Regions from separate parts of the Mus musculus genome. Here region 2 is linked to region 1. Evidence: chromatin contacts called from public HiChIP or PLAC-seq data. All regions are on one chromosome and are shown on one strand. The core of a region is the stretch at or near the end of the contact, and the rest is flanking DNA. Distances in the headings are between cores, read along the strand shown. Region 1 holds the start of Cd2ap (CD2-associated protein). Region 2 holds the start of Slc25a27 (solute carrier family 25, member 27).

Region 1 (6,802 bases), core at 1,097-3,596:
TGGCAGGCAAAGCCAACACTAGTTGCTGGGTAGCTGTTGGGCGGAGCCTAGAGTAACTGCTAACACTTCGGTACTATATTGGTCCTTGTCACAAAGTTTTACCAACAGGAAAATATTTTAATGCAGTTATTTATTTTTTGATTAAGTCCTAAGAAAACTCCAGGAAAACATGATGGTAGATAGACATTATTTGGATTGGTTGGAAATCGTGTCAGTTACAGAGTATGTGATGTCTCATGACGCCAGATTAACATGTTCACTGTGCAGAAGATTAAAAAGTGTGTGTGTGTGTGTGTGTGTGTGTGTGTGTGTGTGTAAATGGTCAGAGTGAAAAGAATCCATTGGCTACCCAAAGAACCATCTTGCCGGCTCAGCTGTTAAAGGCACCTGCTGCTCTTGTAGGGGACCTGGGTTTGGTTCCTGGCACTCCCATCTGGTGGCTCAAACTTGCCTGGAACTCCAGTCTAGGGGATTTATGGACCTTTTTTAGTCTCCACAGGAACAGGCAAGCATGTGGTGCACCGACATGTGGAACACATACATGTAAAAATAAATACAATCCTGGATTTCATGGTTTTATCTTTGGAAGACACTCCTAGCTTTAGAACTGTGAGAGTTTTTGGTTTTACTTCTCTGTGCAGCCTCTCTCCTTGAGACTTCCCTTGCTGGTCATAACTTAATTTCTTTTAGGTTCTTACAACCCAACTTGGTCTACTTTAGGCTGTTTATTAAGTTGTTTTGTGTTCATGTCTTGCCTTTGAAACAGAATGCAAAGTCACGAAGGATAAGGGCTATGAATTTTTTATTTGTGTTCTTTGCTTGGGAGGAGACAATGAACGTATTGCTCAATAAATAGTCTTTGACTAATACAAGGCAAGTGAGTTCAGTGATACCCTGCTGACATCTTGTTTATTTGTGCAAATGAAATGTTTTCCTTGTTTCTTCTTGCACAGAACTAATTGCAACTGTTTTATCCACTTGTTTCTACAAGTTTTGCTTCAGAATTCACCATTGGCAATCTTTTTAGGAGTAGTGAAAGATGCTCAAAGCGGGGCTATAGGAGGGAGTGGGAATGGCTATTTACAAAGTCTCTACTCTTGTTCTACACTGTAAATAAACATTTCTTTTAACACATTAACTGCTAAAGCTCCAGTCAGGTTCATTCACCCAGGGACCTACAAAAAAATAAACGGCAGAGCTGAGTTTCAGAGACCCAAGTCGGCCTGGTTCCAACGGGCAAAGCAGTTTAAGTGTCCGGTAGCTGTGAGAATTCAAAGGCGTAATTTCTTGAAAAAAAAAAAAAAAACAAAAAACCAACACTAGGCACAATAGTTGGCAGTCAACACGTTGCTCCCCCATACTTGCTCAGGCCTTGAAGTTGACTTTTTCAAATAGGAGGGGAGGAAAATTAAGGTCATATTAATTAAATTTGTCAATAAGTTGAAGAAAGCTCGTGTTTGATTACAATAATCCTACGCCGGCCTTCATATTGACTCTAGAGGAAAAAAAAAATAATGCCTGGCAATGTTTCAAACCACGATGCCTAATTTAGAACGATTTCTATTTCAAAAGAGGGTGTAGGAAGTCATCTTTGGCCAACAAGAGACTCAAGGAATACAATAATGTATGCCTATGAAAAATTCACTGCGTTTCTCACCCACCCCAAAGAAAAACATTGCTTTTGACCCGCAGGGAACTCTGTAGGTGAACTGTGGGGTCCCCACATTTGCGGGGGGGGGAAGGGGACCCCGCCTTGAACTTCGAAGTTCTCGCTCCCATAGCTGTTCTCTTTTAGATCTCTCACAAGCGACACCTTTGCAAAAAAAAAAAATAAATAAAAAAGAAAGAAAAAAGAAAGTGGGGTAACCGGGGCTCATTTTGCAGAACCCCTTTGGTATCTGTATGGGCCGGGCAGCCAGCTGTGTCGTACACCCCAGGGAGACCAAGTGCCCGCAGCCCGCCACACCTGGAGGATGGTGGCGCGCGCCCCCGCGTGACGTCACCGCACCTGGCACCAGCTGCCGGAGCCTGGGTGGCGCGCGCGGGGGCCGCAGGGGGCGTGGCCGGGAATCCCAGATCGTTCTCGCGAGATTTCGCCCCAGCCGGGTCCCGACTCTCTTCACACTGGGCCCGTGGCTTGCCACCGCGTTCTCGAGCGTGGCGCGCTCCGCCTCCGAGGGAGCGGGTGCGGGCTGACCGTGCGAGACCCCGCCAAGTGCCTCAGCCAGCTGCGAGCGGAAGCGGCCCGGGAGCGTGGCTGAGTGCGCCCTGTGCTCAGGCGCGGACCCCGTTCTCCACCCCCCCTCCCACCCCCGCCTGCCGGGGCTGCGGCCGAGGCCGGGCGTGAGGAGCGGCCAAGCGCGCCGCGGGCGGATGGAGTCGCTTCCCCGCCGCGCCTGAGCCGGTGCACAGAAGGGGCCGCGGGGCCGCGCTCTCCCCGCCAGAGCCGCAGCATGGGTAAGCACTACCGCGCCGGCCACTGGGCTCCTCGCACGCGGGTCGGCTCCAATCGGGCTCTCCCCTCGTCGGTCCTTGTGCGGGACAGCGGGGCTCGAACCCGTGACCCGTTGCCCTGCGCCCTCTGGGAGCCCCTGACTTCCATGGGGGAGGGCGATCGCGAACTTGAGAAAGTGGCACTTGCAGCTCTGCTACTCGGTGGCTTGGTACAGATTGGTTTAAAAAAGAATGCACTCACACCCCCACATCTACTATGCACGCGCACACACACACACACACACACACACACACACACACACACACACACAGACATTTTGTCATAGAGAATTGGAAGCACAGGAAGAAACTTAATTCTCTTTGCGATCGGCTGGGCTTTTTGGCAGTGATTTGTGACTTCTCTCCCCTTCCTCTTTTCGTGGGTCAGTTTTTTGAAATCGTTTTTCCTGGTATTCGTCGTCTGCCTTGTCAGGTGTGTTGGCACCTAGCAGCGCGGCGAATTTCCTCCTCCTGAGGACTGGGTTAGGGGTTCGGTTATTCTAGGATTCCCAGTTGGAACCTCTGGAGGAGCTGTTTGCTGTTTCCTGTTTGGAGGGAGACTTCCTTCTTGGAGGCGAGCAAAAGTACCGGGGCCACAAGGTTGTTTTTCTGTGCGTTCTTCAGGTTTTCGTTTGGAGTCAGAGAGAGAGAGAGCAAGCGTCGCAGCGGACTTCTTTGAAAAGGAGTTTTGTTCAGTGGTGTAACAGTTCTTTTGATAAGTTGCGTCTGGGCTAGACACGAGCTCCCTCGAATGGTTATAATTTAAAAGTAAAGTAAAAGTATGTTTCTCCCCCGCCCCCCCGCCCCCAGCTTGGTGTTACCACAAGGCAAAAAGTGTAAGACCAGTATTTGGTTTTGTGGTATAAATCAGAAAGACATTATCACGTTCTCACTCCAGAGTCGATGCTGCTTAAAACCATTACTGAAATTAATAATTCAGGAAACTAGCGGATGATTTAGAAGCCCAACAAAAACAGGAGCTCTGCTGATGTGGCACCCCGTGCCCACACTTTGTTTTGTGGGAGACAAATTTAGCTAGTGTTTACAGACACTGGCTATTCTGTTTTCTTAGAGCTTCTAATTTTATTCTCCCTCCGCTTCCCTCCTGCTTTGTGTACCTTTTATACACCAAGTGCTTTTTGACTCAGGAGACAAACATTTGCTGTTAGGGACTTTGAAATGAATTCCTTTCCACTTGATTAGTTGAGTTTACGGGGTAATTGCAGGCTTATTCTAAAGCATCAAAAGCTAGCTTAACTGATTGGGATGAAAAGCTAAAATTAAGTATACAATTCTTATCTGTCTTAAGTCAGGATGCAGAATGTAATTAAACATCTTTTGATGGTCCAGAGTCATCATTTTGTGACTTTGAGTTGCTGTGAGCCCTTTTAACCACCTTGGATCTTGTATACTGTTGGACCAGGTGCTAAACAACAGACAGTTCTTTGCAGTTTGCAGTTATTTTAAGTACCCGTCCTTGGAACTGCTGGTTATCCGATGGGCTTGAAACTATGATTAGTATCGCCTTTCACCTTCCCCGTTCTCTCTCTCTCTCTCTCTTTTAAACCGTGGAGATCATTTAAATTTGTGATTTTTGCATAGGGGAAAATCAGTAGGTCTATACTTGAGTATAAGGTCTTCTCCTTCTCTCTTTCTGTCTCTGTCTCTTCACCTCCTCTCCCTGTCTTTGTCTCTGTCTCTGTCTCTTCTCTTCAGGTTCTTACAGTGTAGTTCTGGATATCCTGGCACACACTCTATAGATCAGGCTAGTTTTGAACTCACAGAGATCCACCTACCTCTGCCTCCCAAATGCTAAGATTAAAGTCACTATACCCAGCTAAGGTGTTTTTGTTTTTGTTTTTGTTTTTCCAGTAGAGTTTTTCTCTATAGCCCTGGCTGTCCTGGAACTCATTGTACTCTCTAGACCAGGCTGGCCTCAAACTCAGAAATCCTGCCTGCTTCTGCCTCCCAAGTGCTGGGATTAAAGGCGTGAGCCACCACTGTCCTGCCCGGGCCCCTGCTAAGGTTTTAAGGAAAGTATGGAAAGTATTTTACATTATAATACCTGTATTTACTGTCCACACGCCGTTTCTTTGATCTATTTTAGAGTTGCCAGAGTATCTTGGGAAAATTGTTTAGCATACTGTCAAGATTTGTGCTTTGAAGGTTATTTTGGGGGCCTGTGAAACATTTGCAGATAAATCTGCTTCTATTAAAAATCTGTTGGTTGTGTATTCATTAAAATCCTCAAATTCAAGTTAAAGAGTTTCCTCTAATATGTAATTTGCAGAGTTTGTTACCTGCCCTCATTTTCTTGCATTTTAAAGATAAGATCTCCTTACTCTGTGGTCCAGACTGGCTTTGAACTCAAAGTGATCTTCCTGCCTCAGCCTCTTGGCTGCTGGGATTGTAGGCCTTACTGTCCCTTCCACCCAGTAGTCTTTAGTTCTTACAATTCAGGATGCAGCTTGAGAGAGCTGAGCTCTTAAGAGCTCTCTCTCTGCTTTCTAATTTGGTTCTCATTCATATTGGGTGGCTTACCAAGGGATCTGATACCCTCATCTGGTTTATGAGGGCACCCCTCCACATGGCCTACACACACACACACACACACACACACACTCTCTGTAAGATTTAAAAAAAAATAATGCAGCCTAAAATACTCATGTTTTATCTAATTTGTCACTAAATAAAAATAAATCTTTTTTTGTTTGTTTGTTTTGTTTTGAGATGATCGTGGATTCTTATGAGGTGATAGTTTCTACACTTTAAGAGACACAGCTGGCTAGTTAAGAGTTTCTGAAGCCGAGACCTGCATTACTTTGGGAGTAGAAGCAGGAATTGAAGAATTCAAGGCCAGCTTTGTTCGCACAGTACACTCAAGGCCTTCCTAGGCTGCATGAAACTGTCTGAAAAAGGAAAAGGGCTCTGGACAGGGACTTCCTGAGGCCTTGCCTACAAGCTTTGCAACTTGGGAAGTTAATTAGCCTCTGTGCTTCAGTTTATTGGTCTGTAAATTGGTGAGGAGTGCCAGTCTCGGGTTATTAGGTGAATGAATGACCTAACAATGCTTAGAATATTGCTGGTGGAACTTGTGCAATTCTACTGATTTGTATGTGAATTTTTATCTTTGCTGAAAGCATAATACTGTCTTCGAGGACCAGTAAGATGATTTTGTGTTAATATATAAATTGAATTCTGTATGGTACAGCTTGACAAAAATTGTATACATTGTTTTCCAATATTAGATAGATTGTGAGAAACTTATTCATTTGAAATGTTTAAATGCTTTGGAAAAACTTAAGGATTAATACTACTAGAGACATTTTTTTTTAAAGATTTATTTATTATTATATGTAAGTACACTGTAGCTGACTTCAGACACACCAGAAGAGGGCATCAGATCTCATTATGGGTGATTGTGAGCCACCATGTGGTTGCTGGGATTTGAACTCAGGACCTCTGGAAGAGCAGTCAGTGCTCTTACCCGCTGAGCCATCTCACTAGCCCCGAGACATTTATTTAAGTTTTATGGTACATTAATGTTCTTAGTTTCTGCATTAAATGTAGGAGGAGATGCCATTCAAAACATTTTGAAGGAATTAGCCAGGATATTTGGGAATGAAGAAAGGCAATGCTTTTTTTAGATTTATTTATGTATTTGATGCATTTGGGTGTATTGTCTGCATTTATGCCTACATAACAGGAGAGGACATCAGATCCCATGTCGCTACAGTTATGGGCAACAGTTAGAGCAGCCAGTGCTCTGCTCTTAACCACTACATCATCTTTCCAGTCCTGAATACTTCTTTCTCAAAAATACATATATACATTTTTGGAGTGAAGTAAGATAAAATTATTTATATCTATATCTATATCTATATCTATCTATCTATATATATGGTAAACAGATACTTAGAACTAAGTCTCTTTTAATTTTAGATAAATTTTTTTCTATTTGAAAGTTTGTTTTACTGTCATCTGTCTGCAACCATCAAATTTATACCCATGAAAATAGTTGAGCCTTTTTTTTTTTTTTGTTTTGTTTTGTTTTTGTTTTTGTTTTTTGAGACAGGGTTTCTCTGTATAGCCCTGGCTGTCCTGGAACTCACTTTGTAGACCAGGCTGCCCTCAAACTCAGAAATCCGCCTGCCTCTGCCTCCCGAGTGCTGGGATTAAAGGCGTGCGCCACCACGCCCTGCCTTTGAGCCTTTTATTGTACCTTTGTGCATGTGTGGAGGCTAGAAGATTGTGTTCGTTGCCTCTTAAACCATTTTACCAATTCCTCTGAAGCAGGGTCTTTCTCTGA
Region 2 (6,802 bases), core at 2,173-4,672, 790 kb before region 1:
ACCCTATAGGTGGAACAACAATATGAACTAACCAGTATGCCCCAGAGCTGTGTCTCTAGTTGCATATGTAGCAGAAGATGGCTTAGTTGGCCATCAATGGGAAGAGAGGCCCTTGGACTTTCGAAAAGATTATATGCTCCAGTTCAGGGGAAAGCCAGGGCGGAAGTGGGTGGGTTGGGGAGCAGGGTGGGGGGAGGTATAGGGAACTTTCAGGATATGTAATATCCTGAAATGTATATAAAGAAAATATCTAATTTAAAAAAATGCTGGTTCAGGTTTTTATCCTTCTGTGTTTTGTTTGTGGGTGGGTTAGGGAATGTGTGGGTGGGTGATTATTCCTGCTTTGAGTCTTACTAACTTTGAGTTAGTTTACATGGTTAAAGGTCTCTGATGCACTTTCTATTATCCTGACCATGTAATAAGTCTTAAAAATCATCTTCTAGGATTCAAACATCAATGGTGCTATAGCTTTTTAGAGAAAAAATACACACACACACACACACACACACACACACACACACACACACTGTGTCACATAACATAATGGTAGACTCTCATTGTTTCGTTTGACCCAGAAAACTACAGAACACTCACACATATTTGATCTGAGATAGCCTTTTCAAACATTCCTTACAAATTACTAAACTTCTATGCCCATGGAAGGCTGTGGGAAACAAAGAAATACTTTTAGGAAAGATCCTTCTTCATCTTTCATGCACTAGACTAGTAAACATTTCACATAATTATGGTATCCAGTATGGTACAGAATTTAATATAAGCACATTTTACGTCTAAATAAAGATTAAAAGTATATATTACATCTTTTTCAAAGCAGTAAAATAATAACACAATGCAATCATTAAAAAAATAAATTGTGTATTTCCCCACAAGCAAGTCTATCTTTGGAGTTTATCCTGAGGAAACAGTCAAATTGTTGGGGTCCAGGAGTCACCCCACAAACCCCATGAATACTGATCTCAGTTAAACAGAAATGGTTTCTTGATCACACACCATGACTGATCAACCAGAGCAACAAAGCTCAGGCTCGAGAGCTGAATGCTTCACTCTGGACATTTCTCAGGGCCTAAAGGCTAAAACCAGAAAAACACAAGGAGCTCATGCTCAGGTCCTGGAAAGCTGCCCAGAGTTCGGCCCTGACTCCAGCCATTTTAAACATCACAGTTCATATTGACCTTTAATTTCATAGGTCCTAAGTGAAGCTTATAGTGGTGGAATTTGTTAGGCTTAACAAATCTCATGCAGTACTTAACAGGGTATGTTTTCATCATGACCCTATTCTTAGTCGAGTTATTTTTGTGCATCAGTGACTGACAGGCATATTACAGCACCCATATAAAGTAGCTGGCAGGCGTGGAACAAGATGGCTACAGCTATGCACGCCTCAACACAGATAAGTTTTAAATGTTCAACTGCATGCACATAAGAATATCCATTGAGGGAATGGTTGAAACAACGAAAAGCAGTTAGCAGCAACCCATATCACCCAACTACTGGAATTTAAATAAAATATCTTATCCTTATTTGATGAAATACAGCCATCAAAGACTAGAATATGGCTCAGTGGACAAAGTGCTTGCTGTGCCAACATGAGGATCAGAGTTCAAATCCCCAGACCCCAGGCAAAACCCAGACATAAAAGCTCGCATCCCTAATTCTCCAGAAGCCAGGGAGACAGAGACAGGCAGTTCCCAGAGGCTTGTTAAACAGCCAGTCTTAGCTGACTGGATGAGCTCCAGATGCAGTTTGAGGACCTGTCCCAACAAAATGTAGTGGAAAAACAAACTAGGAAGACACCCTGGTGCAAACCTTTGAACTCCATGTAGTCCTTCATGCATGGATTAGAACACCAACACATGAGTGTACACACACAGAAGTGGGGGAGGGCTAGAAGAAATACTAAATGATAAGAAAATATTATTCATATATTGTGTTTACATGGAATATGGGCATGTGTGTATCACAGCGCCCATGTGGGGGTCTGAGAACAATCTGAGAGAGCTGATTCTCTCCTTCCACCATGTGGGTTCTAAGGTTCAGTCTCAAGATGCCAGGCTTGGCAGCAGACACCTTTACCCACCGAGCCCTCTTGCTGGCCCTCCACCTCAGTTTTTGAGACAAAGCCTCTCTCACTGAACCTGGAGGGGTTGAGGTATGGACTCAGGTTTTTGTGGTTGCTGCAGAAAGCACTTCATCCACCATGCTGGCTTCCCAACCAAAACCACAGTAAGATCTTGGCCGCCAAAATATGAATAGAAATTAAAAGGCCAGCCAGTAAAAGTGCCTTCTCTAAACTGTTCAACATTCAGTAGCTGCTTTATGGGAAAAAAAAAAAAAAAAAAAACCCTTACAGTGGAATCCATTACTTATTTCCTCAGGGCAGGGAATAAGGGAGGGAGGAACTCACCAATAAAATAGTATCTGGTGGTAGGGATGGGGAGAGAAAGAAAGAATATTGGGGAGCTTTTAATCTGTAAAGATCAATTTAGCAAATCAAGTTTTATAAAATCGTAGAGTTACCTCTACTTGTGATACAAATTTATTACTCGTTTTCACAAACTGAAATCATGGAAACTCTTCTGTCGCCGCCCCCAAACTACAAGCTTACATCTGCAATGTTAATAAACACCCACTTAGAATTAACTGCAGGGAATTACTAACAGTCAAAAGACCTGACTATTTCCAACAAGGTATGTAGAGAAACAGAGTAGACGAATTGCCGGAAGTATGTGTATGCCCAATGTTCCAACACTGAGTTTAATAAAAGAAAAATTAGAAAAGGAAATACTACCTCCCTCCAAACTCCCTGTCACTGCTACATACCTTGATTCTTGCTTTTTCTATAAATTCAAGAGGGGCTTTCCCAAACTCAAGTCCAGCTCCAATCCAGGGAATCCAGCCTTGGATGCACGGGGGTCCAAGCAAATTCTTCAACCGAGAGAATAAGAAAAGAACACAGCTTCCCAGAACGGCGATTGCTATTGGTGAGAATAACTCCATAATGCCCATCTTCCAGAATCAACAGACGTTTGAAAACGTCCTTCTCCAGGGGAATCTCCTAGTCCCCCGCCGACTGAGGAAAATGCGCCCAGTTTTGCAAACTCTGAGCCGAGAAACTTTTTAAACAAATTCTCTTGCGTAACTGTGGTTCCTTTGCCCCGCCCCAGTTTTTGTGTGATTTTTGCATTGTGGCTATCTTCCACCTTCCCACGGCTTTCAAATTATGAGAAAAAAAAAAAAAAAAAAAAAAAAAAAAAAAGCTTTGATTTGAACTGGGCTGGGCTGGGCTGGGACGGAGGAGGCGGGAACACATCCTGAGGCGGCGGAGCTCGAGTAAACTAGCTGTTTGCAGCGGGCGCCTAGCTACCAGCCAATCAGAGAAGTCGCTGAGCCCCCAAGAACTACATTTCCCAGAAGCCTCTTGGGTGCGGCTTTGTTTTTCAGCACCTGAGGCCGCCGGACCGGTCCAGCTACCAGGCGGGCGGCGCCTTTGCAGAGCGTAATAAAGGCACATGGTCCTGACCTGACCTCTCTCGGGCTGAAAAGGGGCGGCGCCGGCAGGGTGGCAGGTTCCCAGGCGACCAGCGGTGCCCAGTGGTCCTGACTTGCTGCTGAATGCCTATCGCCGAGGAGGAGAAGCTGCTGCCGCTCACGCAGAGATGGCCCCGGACGAGCAAGTTCCTACTGTCCGGCTGCGCCGCAACCGTGGCCGAGCTAGGTACCGGCCGCCCCCGCCTCGGCCTCCCCAGCGAGTGGCTGCGGCATCGTGCTGGGGGAGGGATGGGCGGGCAGCCTCACTCCTGGCTGGAGTGCATCTTCAGAGGTTGGACCCTCGCAAGGATGTGGTCAGGTGCCCAGTAGGCCAGCTTCGGGAGGAGCGTGGATTGGAGGTGTCCAGGGTCCTTGTCTTCCCATCCCCAGGGATGTTGTCTTATGCCTGAGTGAGTACTCTTGGGCTCTTCATGAGCCCTATACCTCTCTAGGAAACATTTCCCCTTTCGTAAGGATGACCTTTATAGAACCATAATCCATTTGTTCACAGTTTTTTGGTTTGGTTTTGGTTTGTTTTTTTCTTTTTCATCCTCCCTGGGATCGTTTTTTGTGGTTTATAGTCTTATGCTGCCTCGGGAGTCTTTAAGATTTGAGTTGGGGGAAGGGGGACAGTGAGTCCTACCTTGAGGGACTCCAATTGTTAACCATCCCTCTGGAACATTTGCTTAATGCCAGTCAGCCACATCACTTCTCTGAGCCTATACCCGTTAAGGGGAATTCTGAGAAGTAATTTTTATATGTGGTAAATGCAAGGTAGGGGCAGCATTATTCCAGTTGATGCAGTAGTGGGTCCTGGATATACAATTGCAAAAAACCCCAGTGTGGCCTTCTTCCAGGCTCAGTGGGGTGGCGGGTGGGGGGTGGCACATGCAGAGAAAGACATTTATTTACAGCTGCTGCCTGTTGCAGAGAAGCTATTTCTGTGTGTTCCAAGAACATTATAGGAACAAAACAAAACAAGACAGATCCATCTGCCTAAGTGAGTTCAAAGAAACAAACAACAACAACAAATAAATAAATAAGTAAATAAACAGACCACCTAAAGTGGATTACGGCACTATGGCATGAGCAAAGGGTGGGGGTGTTGTTGTGGTTGTTGTTGTTTTTCAGGAAGGGGGCAGGGAGGTTTTGAGTACAACCTGTGGTCTCTGTGAAGCTATTTGAGATTACCCTTACATTTTTTTGTCCATTAAAAAAAGAAAGAAAGAAAAAGGAAAATGTCTCTGGTGCATTAGTTATTTGAAAATGTTATCCAACCGTCTCTAGCGGAGCTTTATTTATTTTTATGCCTAGCATAGCCAGCACACTACCTATTGCTTTGCCCTTTAGACTCTTCCTTTCTTGCCTTTGGCCCATCTATTTGTCTTCTTTCTAATCAAAGCTAACACAATTTTATTTTCCTTAATCATTGATTTTCCTAAATAAAATTCACCAGCTTCTAAAGACATCTAAAACGAGTCAGCCGAGTGATGAGCTGCATTAGTGGTTTGATGGCTCCCTGAAAGCTCAGTGGCTTGTCCAGAAACGGTCCTGTGAAATGTGTTGGGGAGAAACGGGTGAAGAATAGGGACAGAAGGCCAAGGGATCAAAGTTAGTTGGTAAAGGGGAGTTCACACTGATTCAGCACGAATGCCCCAGCCACAAGGTAACCAAAGGAAAAGGAAGGAAGAAAACATGTGTTCTGAGAAGCAGCATTTGTACTTAGAGCTCTTGCCTCTTCATACTTTGCTCAGTTTCATGTGTTGATAAGACACTTTTTAAGGTGTGTGTGTGTGTGTGTGTGTGTGTGTGTGTGTATACCACTGGAAACTTTTTAAGACTCCATATATATGCAAGATAAGAAAACATCTTAGGGACATTATTGGTTAGCAACTTTTCCAGAACCTAATGGAAAGATGTAACACATCCCCCTCCCCGCCCCCTCTCCTGTCTTTGGAAAGGTATTCATGGATCGTGGATCAGGCAGCGGTCACTGAAAATCTTTGTGTACTCTAAGCGATGTTCATGAGCTTGACCCCATATCCTTCTTAAGAGTTCTTCAGGGTATTGTGTGTACGAAGTGTATGATGGACCAAGTAGCTAGAATAGGCTTTCAGATCAAGATAAACTGTCTCTAATTCAACATATAAGCAAATTTTCCAGTTAACTAAAGTTGCGACTTACAAAGAACTCATGAATAGGCCATGTATAAAACTTATCCGTTCAGAAGTTGCCTCAGTTTGAAGAACATTGCTACCCCTGTATACAGAAGATGTTCCAACCTCATTGCATCTTCTCCATCTCAAACATCAGTCCTGTGATTCATTCTCGGGGAAGAAGAACCTATAAAAATCATAGAATTCCACTTTAAATTTGTTCTAAATTTGTATTAGATCTCAAATGATAGTGGCTATGGTCAAGGAGACAGAACGGGGATACTTGAAGCTGTTTCTCATTGGGAAAACTAAATTGGGTTTGAGATTAATTTTTTTTATTAAAAAGAGATCAAGGGTTGCCCTGCTTTTGTGGGATTATTTTGTTTTGCCTTTGTATCTGGGGATGCTTTGGGGCAGGGAATTTTAGATTTGGGAAGGCGTGAGATTGTACTCTCTAAATCAACCTATGAGGTCAGGGTGTGTGGGGATGGGTTTGGAAGTGTGTGTTTTCCGCAGGTTCCCTAGCTGAGGCTGCCATATTCTCCTACTTCAGAGGCTCCAAATCTTGGGGGAATGCTAATCCTCTGATTTTAGAGGTTTTTTTTTGTTGGTTTGTCTGAATGTTTTGGGGTTTCCTCCCCTTCATCTGTTTTCTATTTCATTAGCAACCTTTCCCCTCGATCTCACAAAAACCCGACTCCAGATGCAAGGAGAAGCTGCCCTTGCTAGGTTGGGAGATGGCGCAGTGGACTCTGCCCCTTATAGGGGCATGGTGCGCACGGCCCTGGGAATTGTTCAGGAGGAAGGCTTCCTAAAGCTGTGGCAAGGAGTGACGCCCGCCATTTACAGACACGTAGGTATTTATCTTGATTCTAGCTGGTAAGTTTGTTATGGGTTCTGTATTCTTTGCTTTTCTCTTCAGCTGGATGCAAAATCCAGCAAAGACATTATTCCTCCCCCACCCCCAACTGATACAATAAATCAATAGAAGAAAATCTTTCCAAGTGTTATTAAGGAGTTACTGCCCTAAATTTTGAGACTAGTGTATGGAAGTATTTAACTTCCATGTGGTGCAATGCCCTGGGATTGTCCAGGAG

What was found. HiChIP or PLAC-seq counts read pairs in DNA pulled down with a chosen protein or histone mark.
Region 2: an H3K4me3 HiChIP or PLAC-seq map of bone marrow-derived macrophages shows a contact between it and region 1, with 4 times the contacts expected there. The contact joins the promoter of Slc25a27 here to the promoter of Cd2ap in region 1. A contact is called at or near these places in 2 of 39 promoter capture datasets (liver and pre-B cells), 1 of 484 Hi-C or Micro-C datasets (olfactory sensory neurons) and 2 of 115 datasets of contacts at active chromatin or transcription factors (bone marrow-derived macrophages and memory CD8 T cells).

The regions. Positions count from the first base shown.
Region 1 is chr17:42,871,968-42,878,769 of GRCm38.p6, reverse strand. Cd2ap (CD2-associated protein) reads left to right here and starts at 2,346. Exons shown (of 18, transcript NM_009847.3): 1 at 2,346-2,457. The coding sequence starts at 2,454.
Region 2 is chr17:43,663,834-43,670,635 of GRCm38.p6, reverse strand. It overlaps Slc25a27 (solute carrier family 25, member 27), which reads left to right and starts at 3,422. Exons shown (of 9, transcript NM_001357122.1): 1 at 3,422-3,736; 2 at 6,371-6,562. The coding sequence starts at 3,634. Cyp39a1 (cytochrome P450, family 39, subfamily a, polypeptide 1) reads right to left here and starts at 3,264. Exons shown (of 12, transcript NM_018887.4): 1 at 2,842-3,264. The coding sequence starts at 3,027.